3 separate regions of the Rattus norvegicus genome follow, and regions 1 and 3 are each linked to region 2. Evidence: chromatin contacts called from public Hi-C data. All regions are on one chromosome and are shown on one strand. Each heading gives the region's core, a stretch centred on a gene start, on an enhancer-like site or on the middle of the called end of the contact. The rest is flanking DNA. Distances are from core to core; before and after follow the strand shown.

Region 1 (2,700 bases), core at 94-2,593, 170 kb before region 2:
GAGAGGACCAAGGTGACTGGCAGACAGATGCTGCCCCCTAAGGAGTCACTCCCCTTGGCAATGTTTTATGATAAATTTTAAACCAAGCACATTTAAAAATAAAATTTTATAAATGAATATATATATGTATACACACACATATATGAGACAGACATATTCTTTATAAAGTCTGACTATATGTGTATATATATATGTATATATATTCATATTCTCCATGAATGCATGTCCAGGCTGTCAGCAAAAAGTCCTTAATGGCTGTTTTTATGGTTTACTTAGCACCTGCTCTGGTTAATCTGTCATTTGGGACAGAGCTGCCCCCGAAGAAGAAGTGGCTGTGATTGGTACAGTAAACAGAGTCCCCAAAGCTGTTAGGCGGTCTTGAGAGTCCGTGACTGTGAGCAGTCATGGCCAAGGAGATTTTGCAAAGAGATGCTGTTGTGGCTTAGAGGCGGGAAGGGGACTCTAGGTTATGCAGGCAGACTCGGTGTTGGTTACTTTCCTCCTTTCTATGTCTGAAGCAGTTTAAGGAAGGAAGGAAGGAAAGAAAAGATAGAACTATGGCTTTTGTCTGTGTAGTTGCAACTAACAAAGTTGCTATGCTTGGATTCTTGTAAGAAGTATTTGTTTTTGGTTTTTTTAAAACTTCATTCTTTTTCTTTTCTTTTCTTTTCTTTTTTTCGGAGCTGGGGACCGACCGAACCCAGAACCTTGCGCTTGCTAAACAAGCGCTCTACCACTGAGCTAAATCCCCAACCCTTGTTTTTTTTTTAAAAAGTTCCTAATTCTAATAAATACCATGTCAAGCTTTAAATATGTACATGCAGATATACAGATGTTGATATGTATCGGAGTACACATGTGGAGGGTGCTTATACATGCACGGAAGCATCCCTGTGGAGGCCAGAGGTTGACATGATAAGGTAGCAGGCAGGCAAGCAAACCGACAGTCAGGTAGACCAACCTTATTTCCTTTAAGGAAAAAACTTAAAATGTGCAAATTATGCAAAGGACTCATCAGTCTATGAGTTGGTTATTTCTAGCATGCTTTCACTTCTCGTGTGTGCCCGCTGTAACCATTCCTAACAAAGTCACAGTGTGTGGAAGGTCAATATGAGCCACCGTCAAGCTGACAATAGTTTTAAAAGATGAGGTCATTACCTCATCAGAACTGCTTCAGTCTTCCTCAGCCATCAAGTATGAGTCATTACCTTTTGGTTCCAGGTTTGGATTTTTAAGGAGGGTCTTGTGACATAGCCCCAGTTGGCCTGGAGCTTACGATCCTGAGGCCTCAGTTTCCCAGACACACATCCCTGCGGCTGGCTTAGTCACTACTGTGCTAACTAAGTCCATTTAATCTTTAGACAAAGAGAGCACTGTGTGTTTCTTTCTGCTGGAGTGTACCCCTAGTCTACGCTCATTGAACTCTTGGCTGGATGCCAGTTTCTAAGAAGTGGGACTCATGGGAAATCACACATCCGGGTACTATTTTAGCTTTCTTTCTTCAACAAATGACTGTCCTTCATTAATTCATATTTCATCTATCTGTGTCTTACAGGGGTCTAATTTGTTCCAAAGCCAAGCTTCAGCCACGCCATCAGGAAGATTTAGCAGCAGCCTTAGAAACCATTGGCTCACTTTTAATGGGGGGCGGAGACTGAAAACGTGAAGGGTTTTCTTTTTCTTTTTGTTTGCCTATTGTAGATTATTCATTAAAGTCTTTTTTTCTTAAAACATTGTCTTCAATTGTTAGCAAAAGCCATCTATTCTTTTCAAACTGAAGAAACATCAACACAGAAACATCCCGTGAAGTGTGACAGTCCCCACTGCATGCTGGCGGGGGTGGGGGCACACCTAAGAAAGAACCCAGGGAATAGGTCTGCACTGTGGGGAGAAACTGGGGGTGGGGGTGGGGGGAGAGAGGACCTATACAGCTGATCTGTATGCCTTGCCACTGCCTTAGTCAGCAAATATTTATGTAGTGTGTGCTGTGTGTTGGGACCCATCATGGAGACTGGACACAGGAGTGAGCAAACAGCTGGTTCTGCCCTGACTACACTTCCTGGGCATTGTTAACTGAGTCCCGCCTCCCTCCCTGGGCAAACTTCTTGAGCCCTGTTATGGCTGAGGTGAGCTACTCCTAAAGGAGTTGGTGGCTGATTGGTTAGTTAGTTAATTAGGTTAGTTTAGTTAGTTAGTTAGTTACTTGCTTGCCTTGGAACCTGAAGATAACAAAGCTCATATTTTTAAAAAGGCATTCCAAAACCCCTTGATTTCACTAGATTTGTGTGTAAGGAGGCCAGAAGAAGACTTGGATTCCTGAGGACTGAAGTTACAGATGATTGTAAACTATCGTGTGGATGCGGTGGGGAATTGAACCCAGGTTGCCTAGATGAGAGGCCAGGACTCTTAGCCACTAAGCCATCTCTCCAGCCCCACTGAAGGTGTTTTTTATTTGTTTTCTGAGACAAGGTTTCTCTGTGTGGTCCTAGCTGCCCTGGAACTCTCTCTGTAGACCAGGCTGGGCTCAAACTCACAGATCCATGAGCCTCTGTCTCCCAGGTGCTGGGACTAAAGATGTGCACCATCACACCCAGCTGGAAGTCCTTTTTAAAACAGTACTCTCTTTAATTTTTTCAGTAAATACAAGTTATGATTCAGTCGGTCTGTGTCAGGGTCAGAACATTATTATTTTTTAATCTT
Region 2 (2,700 bases), core at 165-2,664:
CGTAATCTCCTTAAGTCTAGCAGAGTAACTAATTAACTTTCCTAAATCAGACCGCACCTGCCCTTTTTGTTTCATGATGTATTAAACCCTCTCAAATAAAATCTGTCTGTCCATGTTTCGTGACCTCAGTAGTTCTTGGCTACCAGCATGGGGGTGGGGAGTTAGGGGGTGCAGCAGCATGGTAGTAGGTTTGCAGCTCAAGGAGACATCTAGAGCCTCTACGCAGCCCAATTCATCAGGCCAGGGCTCTGGGAGGTCAGGGTAGCTCTTGTGTGGTTTGGAAGATTTTAATTCATTTCATAGATGTGAGTGTCAATGCTACTTAAGGACACACAGACAGAGCAGAGCAGGGTGTTGAGAACATTTGGGATGGAATGTGGGGGAGGGGGACCCTAGGAGGGAGGGACAACATCTAGAGTTAAGCCCTGGTATCAATCTCCAACCCTTAAGGCAGGATATAGCCCCAGCTTCAGGTCTTTAGCTAAGCTGGCCCCGGAAAGGGCAGGAATCCTTAAGATCATAAAGGATCTCTGTCTTCTTGTGTAGCCCAGGCTAGCCTTGAATGTACATAGTCTGAGTAGGGCTTCAACTTCAAATCCTGGTCTTCCCACCTCCCAGGGCTCAACTCGTTGGCATGTACCACTGACCCTGATTTTATGTCGTATGTTTTGAGTCTCCTTGACTGTATATATTTTGGGGCTTCATAAAAGAGTCCTCAAAGCAACCTGGGAGCATCCCTACATGCTGGTCCACTGAGGAATACTTCTCCAGTGCAAACAAAAGGCCTCTCCCAAAGGCTGGAAGTTAAACTAGTGAAAGCAGCAGGCAGTACCTGGAACCAACTTCACTGCATAGTGATGAAGTGCATAGTCACAGTCGCAGGGGAGAGCAAGGAAAGGGGAAGAAAAAGAGACAAGAAAAATGGCAACATTGTATACTCAGTAGAACCCGGGACAAAGACACAGTGACAATGGGCTCTGAGCACCCACTCCATAGCCTGTTTACCTTCCCTTCACTTCTTTCATCCTCGTGTCCTTGGATACAATACCAAGCCCTGTAATACCTGGCCCTGAGGCACCACCCCCAAGGCACTGTTGTCCCACCCCCAAGTCTAATGCTGTCATTCTGTCATCCAGGTCCTCAATCAAAAGCCCATTTGGTGTCCCTGTGATGTTCTTGTCTTGCCTGGGCTCCTCCACACCTACAGCGCTTTCCACTTCATTGCCTGGTTCCCCTGGGCCACACTTGATCTCCGTCCCTGCAATTACTGTCACCCCACCTCGTTTCTTTGGGCTACTTCCCCAGTCAGTCCCACCTCAGGCTCTTCTCAAACCCTCTAACTAACCCCAGCCTGGTTTCCATATTTCATAGTCTACTGTGGTCACTGACACTCGTCTTGCTGCTGTGTGGCAGGCTCTCTGCTGCCCCCTGCTGGTCGTGGCAAGCTGAGGACCAAGACAGAACCGGAAGCACTTAGGCTCTCAGGGGCAGGAAAGATGACTCTGTGGTTAAGAGCACTTGTTGCTCTTGCAGAGGACCAGGTTCAATTTTCAGCGGTGGCTCACGGCCTTCTGTGACTTCAGTTCTGTAGGATCTGATTCCATCTTCTGACCTCTGTGGGTACCAGGCAGGCGTATGGTATACATTCATACATGTAAGCCAAACACTCATACACATAAAATAAAATATTTAAAAATAAAAGCCCTCTCAGCTTACAACATAAATTTGCCTCAGATCCATGTGTTGTATTGTGGGGAAACAAGAGGCTACGTGCAGAACCCCAGATGTCCCTTCCCTTGTAGATCAGAACCTACAGGGTATGAGATCCTAAATTGGGGGTGACTGGGTGCACACAGGGATCTGAGGTGTGCTGCCCCCGTATGGCTTTTCTTCAGCCCTCCATCCACTACTGTTTCCTTGGACCTTTGCTTTTAGTTTTTCAAAACCACTAAATATGTTGTTGTTGTTGTTGTTACTGTTGTTGTTGCTGTTAATACATTTCTAATTCCTGTAGCCCCTTGAAGAAATGTGCACAGACAGCATTCCCTGGAGGTCAGAGAGTAGCAGGACTGGAGAGACCTGAATCCTGACCAGCTGCAGGCAGGACTGGCCAGGGTTCCTTGCAAGACTGATCCTCAGGGCAGCTGGAGTATATGTGCAGGTGCATACATGCACGAATAGACACAAACACACACACACACACACACTCACATACACACATACACACACACAATTTTGAAACATGACAGTAATAATCTCACTTTGGTGCTATTACTCTCCCCCTTTTCCTAAGTTAATACTTAGGCACCACCCAGAATGAACCCCCAGATCCTACAGCCTCCTCTGAGGGCTAGGGAGACACTTCCCACAAAGCCCACTCTGTTCTCATCTTAAAGACTAGAGGCGGGAGGGGGCGGGATTTCTGCACGCCGATCAGTGATGAAGCTGCCACAGTCCTGATCTGGTAGGGTTAGACTCTCCTAAAGGGAACTTGAACCCCAGCTGGACCTCCACACAGGGAAGACCGAAGGGAGGTGGCTGCATCATAGCAATGGAGCCAGGGCTGGGGTGAAGCTTGGAAAAGCCAAGGACAAGCAGGGGCCGCAGAGAGGAGGGGAAGCACCGTTTCACAAACACCTTGCTCTTAGGTTTCTACTGCTAGAATATCAAACAACTCTCCCTTGCCAGGAGCTCTGAAAG
Region 3 (2,700 bases), core at 74-2,573, 190 kb before region 2:
CTTTTCCTTTCATAATTGTATTGAGTTACAACAGGCAGTGTCTCCAGCCCTCTTAATAGCTTATTTTGTGTACTTGAAGAAGCTTTCTTTGGACTCAGGATGTTTTCTCTTTGAACTGAACTGATAAAAATTCAAGGGAAATCTATTCCCTTAAACTCAGATTTAAAAAAAATAATAATGGTTTTCCATTTCTTTACTATCACTAAAAATTTACTGTAACAGAATACACACACACACACACACTTTACTAGGCACCAGAAGAATTAGTGGTAAAAGTGCTTAATAGAGAGAAATAGGGTTAGTAGGACTCTGTACCCATGTGTCCCACTGTGCGTTTGCTGTTAGCTTTGTGTCAGCTGACCACATCCCAACAAAATGGCCCTCATCACACCAGTAATCATCAGGAGCCATTAGCTGACACAGCTTTGCTGCTAGCCAGGGGTGGCCTGGTCCGTGTCAGCAGCTGTCTGCTTTGAGAAGTACTGTCTGCTCTTTCTAAGCCTTGTCTGTCCCTCTCAGCCTGGACAGCCGGACCCTCTAGAGCTTCAGCAGCAGCAGCAGGCCAGAAGAAGGGCTCTTGCCAGAAAACGAGCCCAACAGCAACTCAGACCACGAACACCTGAGCCCGTGGAGGGCAGAAAGCATGTGGATGTGCAGACAGGTATCTGACCACGCCCCTGGCATCACAGCTCACGAGCTGTTCATGTCAGTCCATTGGAGCTTACATTTTGTTTTCTTTATAATATTTCTGTATCCCTGTTATATGGTAAGGACATCTGTTTAGTAAACAAATAGATCTCATATCATTAGTGTCAGAAGTACTAGAAGGAGGGATTTGGACTTGATAAGAGTCCCTTGACTACACATTCCCTCTGCCCTTTCCACATATTGTATGTCTGTCGTAGTGAGGGTGACCACTGCCGTGATAAACACCACCACCAAGTAACTTGGAGAGGAAAGGGTTATTTGGCTCACACTTCCGCATTGTAGTCTGTAAGTCCTGACAGGAACTCAAGCAGGGCTGGAATCTGGAGGAGCTGATGCAAAGGCCGTGGAGGGTGCTGCTTACTGGCCTACATCCCAATGGCTTGCTCAGCCTGCTCTCTTATAGATCCCAGGGCCACCTTCCCAGGGATGGCACCACCCACAATGGGCTGGGCCCTCCCCTTCTATCACTAATTAGGAAAATGCCCTACAGGATTTCTTACAGCTCAATCTTATGGAGGCATTTTCTCAACTGAAATTCCTTCCTCTCAGATGACTCCAAGCATGGACAAGTTGACATCAAATTAGCCAGCACACTATTAAAGTAGAATTATTACTCACAGCCCAACATGAGTCACTTTTCCTTTCAAGACTGACAAGAGAGCATTGCAGCTCTGTGTGGACATTTACTTGTCCTTCAGGGAGAATGAACCCACTCATTTTTAGTCATCTGCTTTTCGCACTGGCCTGTCTCCTTTGCTCTCTTTGACTTTGCACATAGGTGTCTGTAAAGCAGGTTCCAGGATTCCCTGCTTGCCTCCCTCTCAGCTGTAGAGACTTTCCTTATGGGGAGCTAAGGAGGCCCTGACTGAGTGTGTACATAACACAGGTACCGTGAGGGAATGTGTAAGCAGCACATGAAGTTCTGAGTAAATTCGTGTATTATTGACATGGGCTTCAGACCCATAGCAAATTGGCCAAGCCTTCTGCTCTGAGTGTGAATATTGACAGTGTGCAAGTATGTGTTTACGGGTGATTGACCAGTGTGTGCAAAAATAAGCAACTGCAGCTTTCTCCTCCCAGATGTTTATGGCCTGAGACTACTTGCTACAGTCACTCCTACAGAGACTCGCTAACCACTCCCCACCCCATCCCATGGTGTGCATAAATGTGCTGAGACTCTGGGTTGCTGGGATAGTAGGTGCCACTCCATCACAGTGGGCAAAGCCCACCTGACCCCAGTCTTTCTGTGCTGTGTCTATGTGTCCTTTCTTCATTTCTTCACTGCCCCTAGTCAGGTTTCCAGGACCAGGCCATGCTGGACAAGGCATTTCCTGTTGACAGGACTTTGGTAATCTGACAGTACTTGGTGTTTTCTTTAGACTGATGTGACTTGAGATTCTCCTTCTATGCAGAGAAGGCCATAAGCAGATCACCAGGATTATTTCTAAACTAAAAGCAAAAAGAATAAACCACACTGCTTCCCCCTGCTCTTAAGCCAAACCTAGAATGAGTGGGTGTCAGTGATTAGCTATCCTTGTGATCCTGACAGCTGAGGCTTAGTGTTGGGCCTAGGTGTGTCTGAAAGCTCTGAGTGTGATCAACTCAAAATCATCAGCTCAAAACAGGAGAGCTTGGCTAATGTGTGCGTGTGCGTGTGTGTGTGTGTGTGTGTGTGTGTGTGTGTGTGTGTGTGTGTGTGTGTGTGTGTGTTGGAGAGGGGGGTCTCAAGCCAAGCTTCAGAACCATCCGAATATTAACTGATAAAGCCCTACTTTTTCTTTACTGTTGCCTCTGGCCCTTTACCTGTTACTCGCTTGTGTTAAAAAGATTCTGTGTGACAAGTAACTGACCCTTCTAACACATGAGGAGATTGAGGGCAGCGAGCTATATCTTGGCTGGATCCTGTATTCAGTATTTAATGCCAGTGTTCAAGTGCTTCACATGGTACATGTCGCCCTGCCTCATCCAGGTATTAATGCGACACGTGTCTGC

What was found. A called contact is a pair of places that touch in the nucleus more often than the background predicts.
Region 1: a contact with region 2 is called in a Hi-C map of Schwann cells, with 3 times the contacts expected there. The contact joins two enhancer-like sites. A contact is called at or near these places in 11 of 12 Hi-C or Micro-C datasets (the A7r5 cell line, the Rat2 cell line, Schwann cells and 7 more) and 1 of 1 datasets of contacts at active chromatin or transcription factors (oligodendrocytes).
Region 3: a Hi-C map of Schwann cells shows a contact between it and region 2, with 3 times the contacts expected there. The contact joins two enhancer-like sites. A contact is called at or near these places in 11 of 12 Hi-C or Micro-C datasets (the A7r5 cell line, the Rat2 cell line, Schwann cells and 7 more) and 1 of 1 datasets of contacts at active chromatin or transcription factors (oligodendrocytes).

Annotation. Positions count from the first base shown.
Region 1 is chr1:49,506,019-49,508,718 of GRCr8, reverse strand. It overlaps a transcript of Rsph3 not described here. Among named protein-coding and RNA genes, the nearest start is that of Rsph3, 52 kb to the left of the region's middle. Within about 2 kb of position 1,343, at least 4 of the 93 cell types and tissues checked have an H3K27ac peak or open chromatin away from gene starts, as enhancers often do. A contact at or near this core is called in Schwann cells, where this site is marked.
Region 2 is chr1:49,337,870-49,340,569 of GRCr8, reverse strand. All of the region lies in intron 3 of Sytl3 (synaptotagmin-like 3), which reads right to left. LOC120099117 (a long non-coding RNA gene) reads left to right here. Exons shown (of 2, transcript XR_005497976.2): 2 at 1-115. Among named protein-coding and RNA genes, the nearest start is that of Sytl3, 23 kb to the right of the region's middle. Within about 2 kb of position 1,414, at least 3 of the 93 cell types and tissues checked have an H3K27ac peak or open chromatin away from gene starts, as enhancers often do. A contact at or near this core is called in Schwann cells, where this site is marked.
Region 3 is chr1:49,527,819-49,530,518 of GRCr8, reverse strand. It overlaps Rsph3 (radial spoke head 3), which reads left to right. Exons shown (of 8, transcript NM_001108463.3): 3 at 520-661. Among named protein-coding and RNA genes, the nearest start is that of Rsph3, 30 kb to the left of the region's middle. Within about 2 kb of position 1,323, at least 4 of the 93 cell types and tissues checked have an H3K27ac peak or open chromatin away from gene starts, as enhancers often do. A contact at or near this core is called in Schwann cells, where this site is marked.